Regions from separate parts of the Mus musculus genome. Here region 2 is linked to region 1. A link is a contact called in public promoter capture Hi-C data. All regions are on one chromosome and are shown on one strand. Each heading gives the region's core, a stretch centred on a gene start, on an enhancer-like site or on the middle of the called end of the contact. The rest is flanking DNA. Distances are from core to core; before and after follow the strand shown.

Region 1 (7,178 bases), core at 2,251-4,750:
TCTGCCCAAACATCTCAGTATTGTGTGTGTGTGCTTCTGCATGTGTGTATGTGCGTGCACAAGTGTGAAGAAGTCAGAGATAGACACCAGGTGTCTTCCTCAGTCATTCTCCCTCATATTTCTTTAGACCATGACTCTCACTGAACCTGACACTCACTAATTTGGCTAGCTTGTTGGGTGAGAAAACCTCATGGGTTATCCTTGTCTCCAGCACTGGGGTTACAAATGAGTGTACCATGCCTGGCTTTTTCCATGGGTGCTGGGGCTCTAACTCAAATCTTCACACTTGTGCAGCAAGCAGTCTACCCACTGCAGCACCTCCACAGCCTGTGGAACACTGTCCTGCTGTTTATCTCGTCATTTCCAGACCCACTTAAGAGCTCTGCCCAAAAGTCCATCTTACTACTGCATCCTGAATTATTAGGAGAATCTTGTCTCTGTCCATGCTGCAGGGAGCACTGGGATGTCCCTGTGTGTTCAGAAGGGACACAGTCATGAGGCTTGAAGCTGGTGGGAGAATTGGCATCCTAGGTATAAGCATGGAGACCCTGCACAGTATCAGCACCTCTCTGTCTGAGAGTGTGTGTGTGTATGTGTGTGTGTGAGTGTGTGTGCGTGTATGTGTGTGTAGGGGTTGCTCTTCGGCTGCTCACCCTGCCATCTGCCTTTCCTGACCACTACCTTCTGTTGCCACTCCCACACTGGTCTGATCACACTCTTTCAATCTGTCAAAACCACTGAAGACATAGCCACTACACTACATGGCCAAGCCATTATATCCTAAACAGTGTTCTAAGCTACTGGTTGAGTGAGTTGAGTGTGGAAAGATAGCCATAGTGTTTTGTGGAGTAAAGTAATAATAATAATAATAATAATAATTAATAATAATAATAATGTAGGCTTATCAAATAGGATAGATGGCAAACCTCACTTATGTTAAACTAGCAATAAAAAATATGTCTAGCTACTCAGAAGGCTGAGGCAGGAGGATTTCAAGGTAAAGCCTGCTTGGGCTACAGAATGAGTTCAAAGGCCCTGCCTTGAAATTTAAGACATGAAAAGAGGACTGAGACGACAGTTCAGAGGGTGCTTATGTAGCATATGAAGGGCCTATATTCAATCCTGCATACTACAAAAAATGATAAGTCAGAATAAATGAAAGGGAGCACTTGCTTACGGGTTCTGCTATCTGCATTATCAGAAATTCCCAGGTAACAGCCCTTCCCTGTCAGCCAGCACTTGCTTTGTAAGTCTCCCTGTAGGAGCAGCCTGCCATAGTGCCTGCTGTGGTAGGTCAGGCTCCTCTGGGGATGCCTGGACAATGGCAGCATGCACCTGTAATAATGACACTAGGCTGTATCTGTGGGGATAAAATCTTTACCTTATTGTTGGACCCACACTGTGATGGTGGCTTTTGTCAACTGGACACAACCTAGAGTCATCTGGGAAGTGTCTCAATGAGGAACTGTCTAGATCAAGTTGGCCTGTAGACATGTCTTGATTGTGCTAACTGAAACAGGAAGCAGCACTCATGGTGGGTGGCACCATTCCCTAGGCAGGGGATCCTGCACTGTGTAAGGTGGAGAAAAAGAGCTGAGCGCTAACATGCAGGAATTCATCCATTGCTCCCTGCTCTTGATGATGAGTTTAATGACACTGGCTGCTTCAAGTTCTTGCCACCTTAATGTCCTTGCTATGACAAACTCTAATCCAAAATTCTAACCTAAAAATAACCCTTTTTCCCTTAAATTGCTTTTGTCAGGGTACTTTATCATAGCAACAGAAATGAAACAAATATACACAATGGGGAGAAAGCTATGAAGGGCTTCTGGAGAGTTTCCCAGTGGTTATGGCTTCATGTGGCTTAACAGGGCCTGGTGATCACAAACTTGGAAGTACCTCTCCCTGAGATGGACACAGGCTCTCTGCTCCCCACCCCCAGATGCAATAGACAGGCCACCTATAAGCAGTCTGGACAATGATGCACAGGGCACGGGGCTCTGAAAAGACTACTGGGGTGGAGAGATGGCCACTGACCTGGTGCAAGCCTGCCATACCTGTGTTCAGTCTTTGGATCTCACAGTTGAAGGAGAGAACTGACTCCTGAAAGCTAACCTTTGACCTCCACACATGTGAAGAGTGACACACTTGTACTGCCCCTCACACACACAAATAATAATAAAGAAAAATTTAATTTTAAGACTTTAATTTTAGACATTTTGGATTCATTCTTGATTCCTAAAGAAACCACTTCCTCAGATGGAGACTGAGTCTCCCACAACAACACTTATAGCATGGGCCCAGGTACTGGGTCCAAACTCTCTAGAAAGAGCTCCCCTGTGTTAGAGTTGGAAAACTGGTCAGAACCCTATGGAGGCCTCTTATCCAGCATAAGAAAACCCTGTCTCTGCCACAGTCCCCAGCCTCAACCCCCCAGTCCCCACAGTCCCCCAGCCTACTGTCCTGCTCACAGCTGCTCCTCCAAGCCTGCTCACCTCACAAGAGGCTGTGTCTCAGTACTAAACAGGAACCTCTGCCTGTCTTTCCCTGTTCCCACAGTCCAATCTGCTGTTTCCAGAGCCCTGTCACCTCCTGACACACTACATGCTCTTTTATTTGGCTCTCTAGCAGCCCTGAATGTCCTGAAACTCACTATGGAGGCCAGCCTGGCCTCCAACTCTGAGATCTGCTTGTACCTGCCTCTGGAGTGCTGAGATTAAAAGTGTGCACCATCAAGTCCCACCTGTGTGCTTATTTATCAACTACTTTATCTTCAGCATCTGGGAGTATGTGGCATGGACCATGCACCTTGGGGACACACCTCTGGTTCCAGCAGCCAGCCCAGTCATTCCTCATAAGAAAGTATACCATGGACAAATGTGGTGATTCATGCCTTTGATCCCAACACTTGAGAGGCAAAGGCAGGTGGATCTCTGTGAGTTCAAGGCCAGGTTTGCCTACATAGTGAATTCTAAGCCAGCCAAGGCCACATAGTGATACTATCTCTCAAAAAGAAAAAGAAAACAAACAAAAAAGTATAACATAGTACACATCAAGCAGTTGGGAAACAGGAGCATTATGATTCATGGCTAGCCTGGGCTACAATGTAGGTCCTTGTGCTGGAAAAGAAGAGTAGAAAGAAGAAGGAGGAGAAGGAGGAGGACCCCAATCACCTGACTATTTTTAAAGGAAGGAACCCCCCCAATTCATATCATCACATGGAATCTCCTGATTGTATCAGTGTTGGCTGCTCATTGAATCTTCCCACAGCACCATACAAGGCAGCATACAGGGGCTGAGAGAGCACGCCTCCAGGATGCCAGTCTGCAACTCAAAGCCACCAAGGAACTGAATTTCACAGGATGTGATGGAAAGCAAAAGGCTGGCATGTTCCGGCGGCGGCGGCAGAGGGGAGGTGCAAAGCCTCTATGTGGATGCGGATCCCTTCTGCTCCAGCTCAGGCCTCACTTGCTTCATGCCGGGCTGGTATATTTAGCCATGCCTAGCGTGGCTTCTGTGCCTGTGCAGATGGCAGCTCTCAGGGCTTCTTTCTGCTGTGGCAGGCAAGTAGCACCACTGTCTGTCTCTCTCCCCCTTTGCAGGGAAATAACTCCAAGGGGAAATTGACTGTGAAGCCTTAAGGAGAGCCCTCTCAAGATGTGGAGAAAGGCAGGAAAGAAATATAATCAGGTGCTCACAGTGGGGAACGTGAAGTGCTGGCAGAGCGGCAGGGGCTGCAACTGAGCATGTGCACCAAAGACTGCTACTAAGGCTACTAACGCTGAGGGCAGGAGAAGCCTGGTGGGAGGGGGCCTCTGCAGTCCACTGTGCAGGCTGCTGGGAGCCTGCCAAAGAGGAAAAGGTATCAACTTAACAGAAGGTGCCAGGCGCTTCACCATGGACAAACAATGCTCTCCAGCTCAAACGGCGCACAGCACTCTGGGACCTGGTGTGGGTGTAGGACTATAAGCGACTGGACATGGCTAAGATCCCAGCTGAAAGAAAATGAAGGTGTGTTTTATCCAGACTGATCCCAAGCATGGGGCTGTTGGTAAGTTCAAAAGCAAATCGTGAGCCAGGTGTGGAGGTGCTAGCAGGAAAACCCTGCCTGTGAGGCTATCTGGGACTACATAGTAAAGCCTCTCAAAAAGACGAGGAGGAGAGCTGCGAGAAGAAAGGAACCGGGAGAAGTCAGTGGGTAAAGGTGCTAGCCGTGGAAGCCTGTGACCTGAGTTCATCACCCAGAACCCACATAAAGGTGGAAGGAGAACCGAGTTCTAAGGTTGACTTCTCAGGTCCTGTATGAGCTACAGCGTGTACACACACACACACACACACACACACACACACACACACACAAAGAGAGAAAGAGAGAGAACAAACTACATGTGTGCAATTTGTGCAAGTGTACATAGACCCCTTTCACCTAGCATGTGGGGTAGGAGGATCCCAGCTCCTTCTCTGCTTGAGCAAATAAAAACTGTGAACACAGAGCAGGTTTCTTGGACAGAATTCCCTGCTCCTTTCTCTTTCTGTCATTCACATTTCAGCAACCATAAGTCAGGGAAGGAGAAGGCCCTGTCTGAGGCTATGAATCCGCAGGCCCATAGCTGAGTGATACAGTTGAACAATGGGGCATGTTCTACTTAGCAATTTGACTTTCGCCTGCAGTCTCTCCAGAATGTTGCTTCTATACAACAAGAAGAAATGATGTATTCATTCATTTTAATTATTAAAGCTGTCCCCCCAGAACAGTGGTTCTCAACCTTCCTAATACTTTGGCCCTTAATACCGTTCTTTATGTTGTGGTGACCCTCAACCATAAAATTATCTCACTGCTACTTCATAACTGTAATTTTGCTACTGTTATGAATTGTAATATAAATATCTGTGTTTTCCCGATGGTCATTTGACCCACAGGTTGAGAACCACTGCCTTAGACTAAACTCTACTTGTCAAACCCTATCCCACATTCTAGCCCAGGCCCACGATGCACCTCCTGGTCCACTCCACTGTCTTCTCATTCAGTGTCTCAAACCATTCCATGATCTCCTATGCACACTGTGCTGGCACTGAGCTCCTGAAGCCCAGCCTCTTGCCAGCTGTAAAGGCTTTCTTGCCTGTGCTCTTGCACAGTCTGTGCATGATACTCTCCCCCTGACATCCCGCCGTCCACTTCCCCCTCTGATTTTATTTATTTTTGTTATGGTTGTTTTGAAAAGGGTTTCCCTATGTCCCCCTGGCTGACCTTGCTAGGGACCGTCCTGCTCTGTCTCTGAACAGTGCCATTATAAACGTGCGCTTCCACACCCAGCTCCCTCTTCTGTCTCCTTCAGAGAGCTTCCTGATATCTGAAATGGTCTTATCTCATCCTGCCTTTTTCTATCTCACCTGGAACATAAACTAGTTAAGAACAGGCACTTTGTGTGCTTGTTGATTTCCATGTCTGTGGTGCAAAGAACAGACAAGGTTCAAGAATGCACTGCCAGGAAATGCTTGTGGAAGGGGAGTCTGGGGCATAGTATTACTGGAAACACACTGGTGGTCATTGACCCCCGTCAGCTGCAGCACCAACATGGCTCTGAGCTGCAGATACTCAGCTGTCTGGATGTTCTGCTGCCTGGAGTCACCGTGATCTTCAGAATACCTCACAGGCCAAGGTACACATATACAAGCAGGTGTGGGTGGGGTTACTCCCTGCCTGCCCTCAGCCCCTCAAGGCTCTTTTCTAGTATTCATGGCCAGAGACAAATTCTACTCTTTTCTAGAAAGCCTCCATAGCTAAGCTACTCCTCTCTGCCAGGCTTGTCCTCCCCTCTTAGCCCCTTCTTCATTTAGAGTGATCGGATGCTTGCTGACCCACCCATAAACACAGATGTGTGGCCCATACTCTGTGTATCAAAATGTGTGAGGTGAGGGAAGGCAAGATGGCTCAGTGGGTAAAGTGCTTGCTGCATGGGTCTGATGACCTGAGTTCAATCCCAGGAACCCACACAGGAGAGAACTGACTCCTCAGAGTTGTCCTTTGATCTCTACAGATGCTTCATTCTGACACATACACACTTTTTTTTTTAGGGAGAGAAGAGCACAGGTCAAAGAAAGTAGGTGTTAGAAAGAGCCTGACTGAGGGCCCTACAACAGCAGACCCTGACTTTGTGAGAGCCCCCAATACAAACTGAGGCCAGCCCCTACCTGTGTGTGCTCCCCAGTGGCATCCTCATGCTTGCCAATCACATCTTCTTGTGATTCAAAATCTTCTGAACAGTCCAGAGGAGGTTCAATGTGGAGACGAGAGCCAGCTTCAGTTCTGATCTGCACAGATTTCTGGACATAGAAATTCAGTGTTAAAATAAGAACAGACACCATTCTGCTCAAGGACAGGAAGGAGCCGAGCCTAGCTGGCCACAAAAAGGGGATCAAGGGTGCTGGGCCTGAGCGGGACAGGATTTGGGTGAATTGCTGTTGCTGTTGTTTACAAAGATCAGGTTTCTTTATGCAGTCTAGGCTGTCCTCAAGCTAGTGATCCTCCTGTCTCAGCCTCCTAAGTACCAGGATTACGACTGTGGCCACTGCCCCCATCTCAGCAGTTGTGACTCCACAAGGTCATATTATCTTTGCTTGTTTCTTCCTTATACTTGTAAAGTGTGTAGAAAAAGTCAGACTTTTAATGATTATTTTTCTGCAGAATGTTTGTAAGAGTTAAGCATTTCCCCAAAAGCCATAAGAGCTAACTGACCTCATGTTTGGGAAAGCCTGGCTAACGCACTGTAGATATACTAACACGAAATGGACAGAATCCTTGTAAAGCTTTTTGAACTATACAAGCTGTCCTTGCTGCAGCCTCCCTGCTTTCAAGAATTCTTTGCATCTTTGAGAAAGGAATACCTGTGCTAGGTTTTGGGGGCTAGGGATCACTCCAGAATCTCCCACCTCCACACAGCCCATCACTATGCATCTAGGAAGGACCAAAGGGCCCATATGAACAACAAAAGGAGTGGGTCACATGGAATGATGCCAGTGCCCCAAGCCCAGCTCACCTGGCCTTCTGAGTTAACAAGGAAATGCTCCCCCAATGCCCCCAGATGTTGCAACATCAGATCACATAGAAGGCTTTTAACACTTTTGACTTTTATCCTGAGTACAGAGGTGATGGCAGCTGCAGCCAGTGGAGGGGGGGG
Region 2 (7,178 bases), core at 2,294-4,793, 400 kb before region 1:
TGTGTTGTGAATATTGGGGATTGAACCCAGGTCTTCATAGCCCTCCTTCTGTAGAATAATGTTTAGTGAGACTGCCGAGTTGTACTTAGGGTTGCAGGGAGCTGGCACAGGAGTCAGCTGCAGTGTTGTCATGGCGACCTTGCACTGGCCAGGCTTGCTGGCAGGGATCATAGTTAGTGCATGTATCAAGGTAGTTAATAGGCATTGTGCCCACAGGCGATGGTGGGTAGCTAGGCAATTAATGCTTGCTAATTTTGAGTTTTAGCTGATGTTGTCAGGCCTGAGAGAAAAAGTGCCATTTTCATTTGACTGGATACATAGTCTGGGCTGCTCTTCTAACTCTTAGGGTTTTTACTTTTTAGTTTTACTTATTTATTTTGTATATGTTGTATTTTTGATTGGGGCTGTAGAGATGGCTTGTGGTTGAGAGCACTGGCTGCTCTCCCAGAGGACCCAGGTTCAGTTCCCAGCACCCACGCACATGGTAGCTCACAGCTGTCCAACTGTCTGTAGCTCCTGTTCTAGAGGACCCTACACTCTCACTCAGTGTAAGTGTGGGCAGAATGCCAATGCACATGAAGTAAAAATACATAAGTTAAGAAATGTAAAAAAATACTTCTATTTTATGAGTGTATGACTGTTTTGCTTTCACGTATATCTGTGCACCCACTTTCATGCCTGGTGCTCATGAAGGCCAAAAAAAGGTGTCCAATTCCCTGGAACTGGAGCTACAGACAGTTGTCAGCTGCCACATGGCCGCTTGGAATGTTAGTTTTCTCTTTTTGCTTCTCTAGCCTTCATGTCAGTGGGCATGTGGATAGTATAGATGTCCCTGAAGAATTATAGAATATGATGGTGTGTATTGCTTATCTCTGTGGGGGCTAGTTGTTGTCATTTTACATTTTACATTTTGGAAAGGATTGCTATCTCACATAGAGTTTAAATAAGAGCTTGAACAATGGTCTGTGTTCTCAAAAGGTATCTTTAGGAAAGCTAGCGACCTTGATGGCAGGGTCCATTGCCTGTGTTGGGTCACCCCAGTGTCAAGAGTATCCCATAATCCCTTCAGGTGGGTTTTGTGGTTGGTTTTTGAACTATTTGTATTATGTGGGGAGGTTGGTATGTTTTCCAAATGGTGGCAGTCTGGTCTTTGTATTAATTTTATATATTTTTATAGACTTGTTTTGTGCTATTTAACTTTTCCAGAGGAGCTTCTTAATAACTTTGCCCAGCAAGTAGGAGCTTGGAGATTCTGCTTATATTTTCTGTCCAGCACAAGGAATGACTATGTAATGATGTACAGCTTAACGGTTTTTGAGGTAAGTTGTTGTGTCGTTTTATATTCCTGAAAATCACAGTGGAATTGTACACTATTGGCACCAGGTTTTCGCTGTAGTATATAGATGTCTGAGAAGCAGTAGGTTGACCCTCCCACGTGGCACCTTGTGTCTGGGGACATCTTTTGAGCTGTGACTCCAAAAAGATGAGGAAGGTGGTTGACTTTTCTTGTCTGCTGGGTAGGTCATAGTTGGTGACTTACCTTTTTCCTTTGTCATTTGAAAGACAAAGATAGCTAGACACATTGGATGGAGTATTTGTATTGCTACCATCTTCCAGCCATGGAACTACTCATGCTAACTCTCGTCCAAGCTTTGTCTGCTGGGCATGTCACATCAACCTCTTTTCCACTGTCCTTTCTGCTATGGTCTGCAGTACTCATTAACCCATTTGTTCTTTATGGGATAGGGAGTGGTATTTTGGTAATTATCTCAGGCTGGCTTCAGACTTACCACCCACCAGCCTCAGTCTCCCATGTGATTGGATTACACATGTGTGCTGTCATGTCTGGCTTGTTCACTTATATTTGAACATTACAGTTGTTTCTGTTACTATATGGTGGCCAGATGGCCAATAAGACATGTTGGAAACAATGATATAATAGCAAGTTTTTATACATACAACTTACTGTATCTTAAATTGTTCAGTATATCTTCCTAGAGATAGGAGAGATGAGATTGTTTTATCCTAAGAATTTCTTTTTCTTCTTCTTCTTCTTCTTCTTCTTCTTCTTCTTCTTCTTCTTCTTCTTCTTCTTCTTCTTCCTCCTCCTCCTCCTCCTCCTCCTCCTCCTCCTCCTCCTTTTCTTTTCTTTTCTTTTCTTTTCTTTTCTTTTCTTTTCTTTTCTTTTCTTTTCTTTTCTTTTCTTTCTCCTCCCCTCCCCTCCCCTCCCCTCCCCTCCCCTCCCCTCCCCTCCCCTCCCCTCCTTTCTTTTCTTTTCTTTTTGACAGGGTTTCTCTCTGTAGCCCTGTCCTGTCCTGGAACTTGCTCTGTAGAGTAGGCTGGCCTTAAACTCACAGAGTTCCACATGCCTCTGCCTTTTGAGTGTTGGGATTAAAGGCATGTGCTACCACCGTCCAGCTTGTCCTCAGATTTTTTTTTATTGGATATTTTATGTATTTACATTTCAAATGTTATCCCTTTTCCTGGTTTCACTTCTGAACCCCCCACCCCCCATCCCATCCTCTCTCTCCCTGCTTCTATGAGGGTGCTCCTCCACCCACTTACCCACTCCCACCTCACTGCCCTGGCACTCTCTTACACTGGAGAATCGAGCCTTCACAGGACCAAGGGCCTCTCCTATTGATGCCAGACAATGCCATCCTCTGCTACATATGTGACTGGAGCCATGAGTTTCTCCTTGTGTACTCTGTGGTTGGTGGTTTAGTCCCTGGGAGCTCTGAGGTGGGAGGAGGGACCTGGTTGGTTGGTATTGCTGTTCTTCCTATGGGGTTGCAGACCCCTTCAGTCCTTTCTGTAACTCCTCCATTGGGGTCCCTGTGCTCAGTCCAATGGTTGGCTTGTCCTAAGATTTTAATATTTGTGTTTATCATTTTGCTAAATGTCCTAAACTGTTAGAGCTAGGTAGATGTGTGTGTATGTGACGTTACAGGTAATTATAGAATGAAAACCATTCATTTTGTGTAAAGCTCATTAATTTAAAAGATACGTATTTGTTTTTCAGAATCTAATCAATAAAATGTGGCTTGGGGTCCCATCTCAGGATAAGATGGAAATCCGTAGCTGCTTGCCCAAACTTCTCTTGGCTCACCATAAAACCTTACCTTACTTTATTCGGAATAAACTCTGCAAAGTTATCGTTGATATTGGACGCCAAGATTGGCCCATGTTCTACCATGACTTTTTCACTAACATTTTACAGGTAAGGATCTACCTGGGGGAACTGTCATATAAATTGTTCGCAGAGGGATTATATCCCTTGACTTGAGGGGTTTTATAGTTATTCTTTGGGGCTGCAGTAAGTAGTAAGTGTTGTAGGCTGGATTCATACATTGTCTGTCTTTATGTTCTGTAGCTTTGCATAGTGGAGGAGAGAGGGAGTGGAGGGAGAGTGAGCCTAGTTACTTCCTTAGCACCTGTGAAGTTAGTTCTGCTCAGCAGGCCTCTGAAGGCCTGGCTCCTGATACGATGGCGATGGCGGTGAAAGGAGGGTTCTAGTGGTTTCAGAATTGTCAGGAAATAACCACAAACTGTAAATAGCCATTGATAGAAGTATTGTGGAATGTTTGCTGCTGGGGTGTGTGTTACACAGCCTTGGGATTGATAAACAGGACCAAACCGGTTTTAGAGTAAATTTCATCATCAGGCGGTCGTATGTTAGCTATCTAAAGTTTCTTTGGACTCAGTTCTACCTTGATCCATTGGCAGTCAAGAGTATATTGTGATAGTTGGTAGGGAATCTGCAGTTTGTGTTGTGATCAGCCTCCAGCTCTCTGCAGGTTGCTTATACCTTTCTAGGACATTGGGAAAGGAAGTAATAAGGTGAGACTGACCATGCTCCTCCCCACCCTGTAGTCTGTGGGTCAGTGCCCCTTTTGTAAGGTCGTTCCTCAGATTTCTGAAGTCTGCTGAGCCAAACCTTTGGACACATTTTACCTAAGGCCAGATTACTGAGAAACAAGGGTGGCTACTTCTTCCCCAATAGGTATGTAATAAAAACGGATGGCTCACTAGAAACCTAAATTTGATCTGCAGCTCAAAGGTACTTATTGTCTGCTAAGTCAGATGCAGAAGCTAAGTGTGTTTAGAATTTTAATTATATATTAATTGCCTTTCTGGATAAAAGAACAATAAAAATGAAAAATTAAATGTTTTCTCCAGTTTTTTCAAGTAAAGGATTATGTGGGGGCAATTAAAAAAAAAGTCTACTATAATTAGTTCCTTAGTTTTCTCTCTTGGAGACAGAATTTCACCACTGTGCTATTTAGCCGGGAAGTAGCAGAGATCTATCTGCCTCTGTCTCTGTTTCCCAATGCTGGACTCAAAGGTGTGTGACTCCATTCTTACTTGCTTGACACATTCTCATGTTTTAGCCTTTACTATATTTTAGCTTCAAAACAAAACCAAAAAACCCAAAACTGTCAACAGTAAAATTTGCTCTGAAATGTTTCCTTAGGTACTAGCTAGCTACAACTGTGTCTTGGAAACTGAAACTCCAAATATTTAGTGAGTACAGATTAGAAGTAGTTCCCAATCACCCAAAGCAGCTAGAATAACGGACAGGAAAGAAGAGGCCCGAGAGGCAGCTGGGAAAGCAGCTGCAGAGGCAGTCCAGCGGTCTCCAGGAAGTGCCCTTGCTTTAGAGGAGGTGGGAAGGTCACACTGCCACATTCAGTTAATTCATTGAGCTTCAGGAAGGAAGAAGTTAAAGTCAGCTTGGCTTTGGTTTGTAACCCAGCTGGGAACCTTGTCCTAGCTTTGAACCTTAGAAAGGTGGAACCTTGTCCTAGCTTTGACAGAATGAGGTCTAAGATCAACCCTGGTTAGAGGTCAGGGAGTTAAAAGGCAAACAACCAGGTCCAAACTCTTAAGGTCTCAGAAGTGAGGAAGGTTCTCAAAAGCAATAGAAAGGGAGCGCAGAGAGTGGGAGAGCTCTGCTAGCAGAAGCTATAACCAGACTCGCTTCTGCTGAGAGTCCGGCTTAAGGGCATCTGGATGATGAAGGGAAGGGAACGAATGTCCTCTCCCTTTCTCTCTCTTTTCATCAGAGCCTGGTATCCTCTATAGGGGAAGTGGATTAGCTTTTGCACTTTATAGATTATTGTGGGCGGTAGCTAGGACAGTGGTTCAGTCATTCTGTTTTGTTTTTTGAGACAGGGTTTCTCTATATTCCTGGCTGTCCTGGAACTCTCTGTAGACTAGTTTGGCCTTGAATTCACAGCTGTCTGCTTGCCTCCATCTCCTGAGTGCTGGGGTAAAGGCATGCACCACCACCTACCACTTATACAGTCTTATGATGATTTTTAAAAAGATTTTTTAGTGTGTGCACATGTGCCCTCTGAAGCCAGAAGAGAGAGAGTGTTGTATCCCCTGGATCTGGAGGTATAGGTGGTGGTGAGCCACTAATGTGGGTGCTGGGAATTGAGCTCAGGTTCTCTGGAAGAGCAATATGCTCTTTTTAAAAACTTACTATTTTTAATTGGTGTGTATTTGCATGTATCTGTGAGAGACTGTGTGAATGCAGATACCCTTGGGTGTGGCATCTTCTGGAACTGGTGTTGTAGGCAGTTAGGAGCATCTGGTATTTGTGTTGGGAGCTGAACTGGGTCCTCTACATGAGCAGTAAGTGCTCTTGGACATGGAGCCATTTCTCCAGACCTGCTGTATATTCTTTCACTGAGCCATCTCCCTAGCCACTCTTAGGATTTTATTGAAGATGTGGCCTTCTTCTCTGAGCTTTTTATTTCTTCTCTGTTAGTATGTTTGTCATCTACTAGCTTTTATGAACTTGTGGACCATGTGCAAAAAGAGGTAGGTCCAGAAGGTCAGCATCATCGTCATGGTGTTGAGGTGGTACTGATGGAAAAGGCCTGAGTGAGCAAGCTCTAGTGGGCATACCAGGGTGTGGTGCAAGAACCAGAGGGCAAGGAGGCCTGCCAGGTGATGATGAAAACAATGGCAAAGATGAGGAAGATGTTACTAGATATTTTCCATGCTGTGTAATTAAAACATTTTGGCTGTCTCTGGCAGGTCATGAGAAACCCATGATGGTAAGGGTCACTGCTCAGAGTTGACAAACCGGGAGAAACTAAGAAGAATGATGGTGGCCACCTGATAGATGATCTGTTTCTTAAAATTCAACTTGACCAGGGAACAGTAGAATGGAAGTTGAGCCATGTAGTATTTTCAGTCCTGGGAAAAGGGGTGATCCCAAATCGGGTATCTCTTCCAAACTTTGGCCATGCCTTAGAATCAGGGTTTAGCCTCAGGGATGGCCATGTTAGCACAAAGGGAACCAGGTAAAATTGCTTCTGAGTACACTTGAGAAGACTGGGGATATGGGCCAGTCTTGAGTGTAACAGTGGTGGGAATCATGATTATACCTGGTTGCTGAGAGTTCTCTTTGCCAAGATAAAAGCTCCACCCCACTTACTTGGGCTGCTTCCACTGGTCAGGGAGAGGTGCCTCACAGCTAAGCTACTTCACCATTCAGGAGGGCAGCTGATGGTATAGCCACATAAAGCTCAAAGAGGTATCAGATGACAAGAAAGAGCAAGGCCAGGAGTAGTGTGATGTCTGGGGCTTTGGTACCAACTCCTCCATCTCAGTCTTCCGGACTGGCACAGGTTAATTTCACTGCAGCTGTAAGCATTTCCGTCAAATGTGATCATGTAAGAGTTGGAGCAGAGTAGGCTAGCCTCGATGGGCTCTGTTCCTGTGTGAGCTGCAAGGGCCACATGTTCTCTTGGTTTTGTCCTCTTGCCAGCTCCCTCCTTTTTCCTGGAGCCAGGGAACCAGCCACAGTCAAGGAAAGCAAAGATGACTTACTTCCTTTTTATTTTTATTTGAAACAGGGTCTCATGTGGCCCTGGTTTGTTTGGAATTCTCTATGTAGACCAGGCTGGCCTTAAACCAGTGGTCTCAACCTTCTCAATGCTGTGACCCTTTAATATAGTTTTTCATTTGGTTGTGATCCCAACCAAAAATTATTCTTGTTGCTAATTTAGAACTGTAATTTTGCTACTGTTATAAATCACAATGTAAAAACATCTGTTTTCTGATGGTCTTAGGCAACTCCTATGAAAAGGGGTTTCGACCTGTTGGTTGAGAACCATGATTTGAACTCATGGAGATCAATCAGCTTGTCTCTGCCTGCAGAG

What was found. Promoter capture Hi-C pulls out the DNA fragments that hold promoters and counts their contacts.
Region 2: a promoter capture Hi-C map of maxillary cranial neural crest shows a contact between it and region 1. The contact joins two enhancer-like sites. A contact is called at or near these places in 9 of 39 promoter capture datasets (the C10 cell line, the HPC-7 cell line, cranial neural crest and 6 more) and 2 of 115 datasets of contacts at active chromatin or transcription factors (embryonic stem cells and large pre-B cells).

Annotation. Positions count from the first base shown.
Region 1 is chr7:125,769,718-125,776,895 of GRCm38.p6, reverse strand. D430042O09Rik (RIKEN cDNA D430042O09 gene) reads right to left here. Exons shown (of 28, transcript NM_001081022.2): 6 at 6,193-6,324. Among named protein-coding and RNA genes, the nearest start is that of D430042O09Rik, 65 kb to the right of the region's middle. Within about 2 kb of position 3,500, at least 29 of the 459 cell types and tissues checked have an H3K27ac peak or open chromatin away from gene starts, as enhancers often do.
Region 2 is chr7:126,165,171-126,172,348 of GRCm38.p6, reverse strand. Xpo6 (exportin 6) reads left to right here. Exons shown (of 24, transcript NM_001311143.2): 3 at 1,207-1,319; 4 at 3,023-3,220. It also overlaps the pseudogene Gm17137. Among named protein-coding and RNA genes, the nearest start is that of Xpo6, 32 kb to the left of the region's middle. Within about 2 kb of position 3,543, at least 32 of the 459 cell types and tissues checked have an H3K27ac peak or open chromatin away from gene starts, as enhancers often do.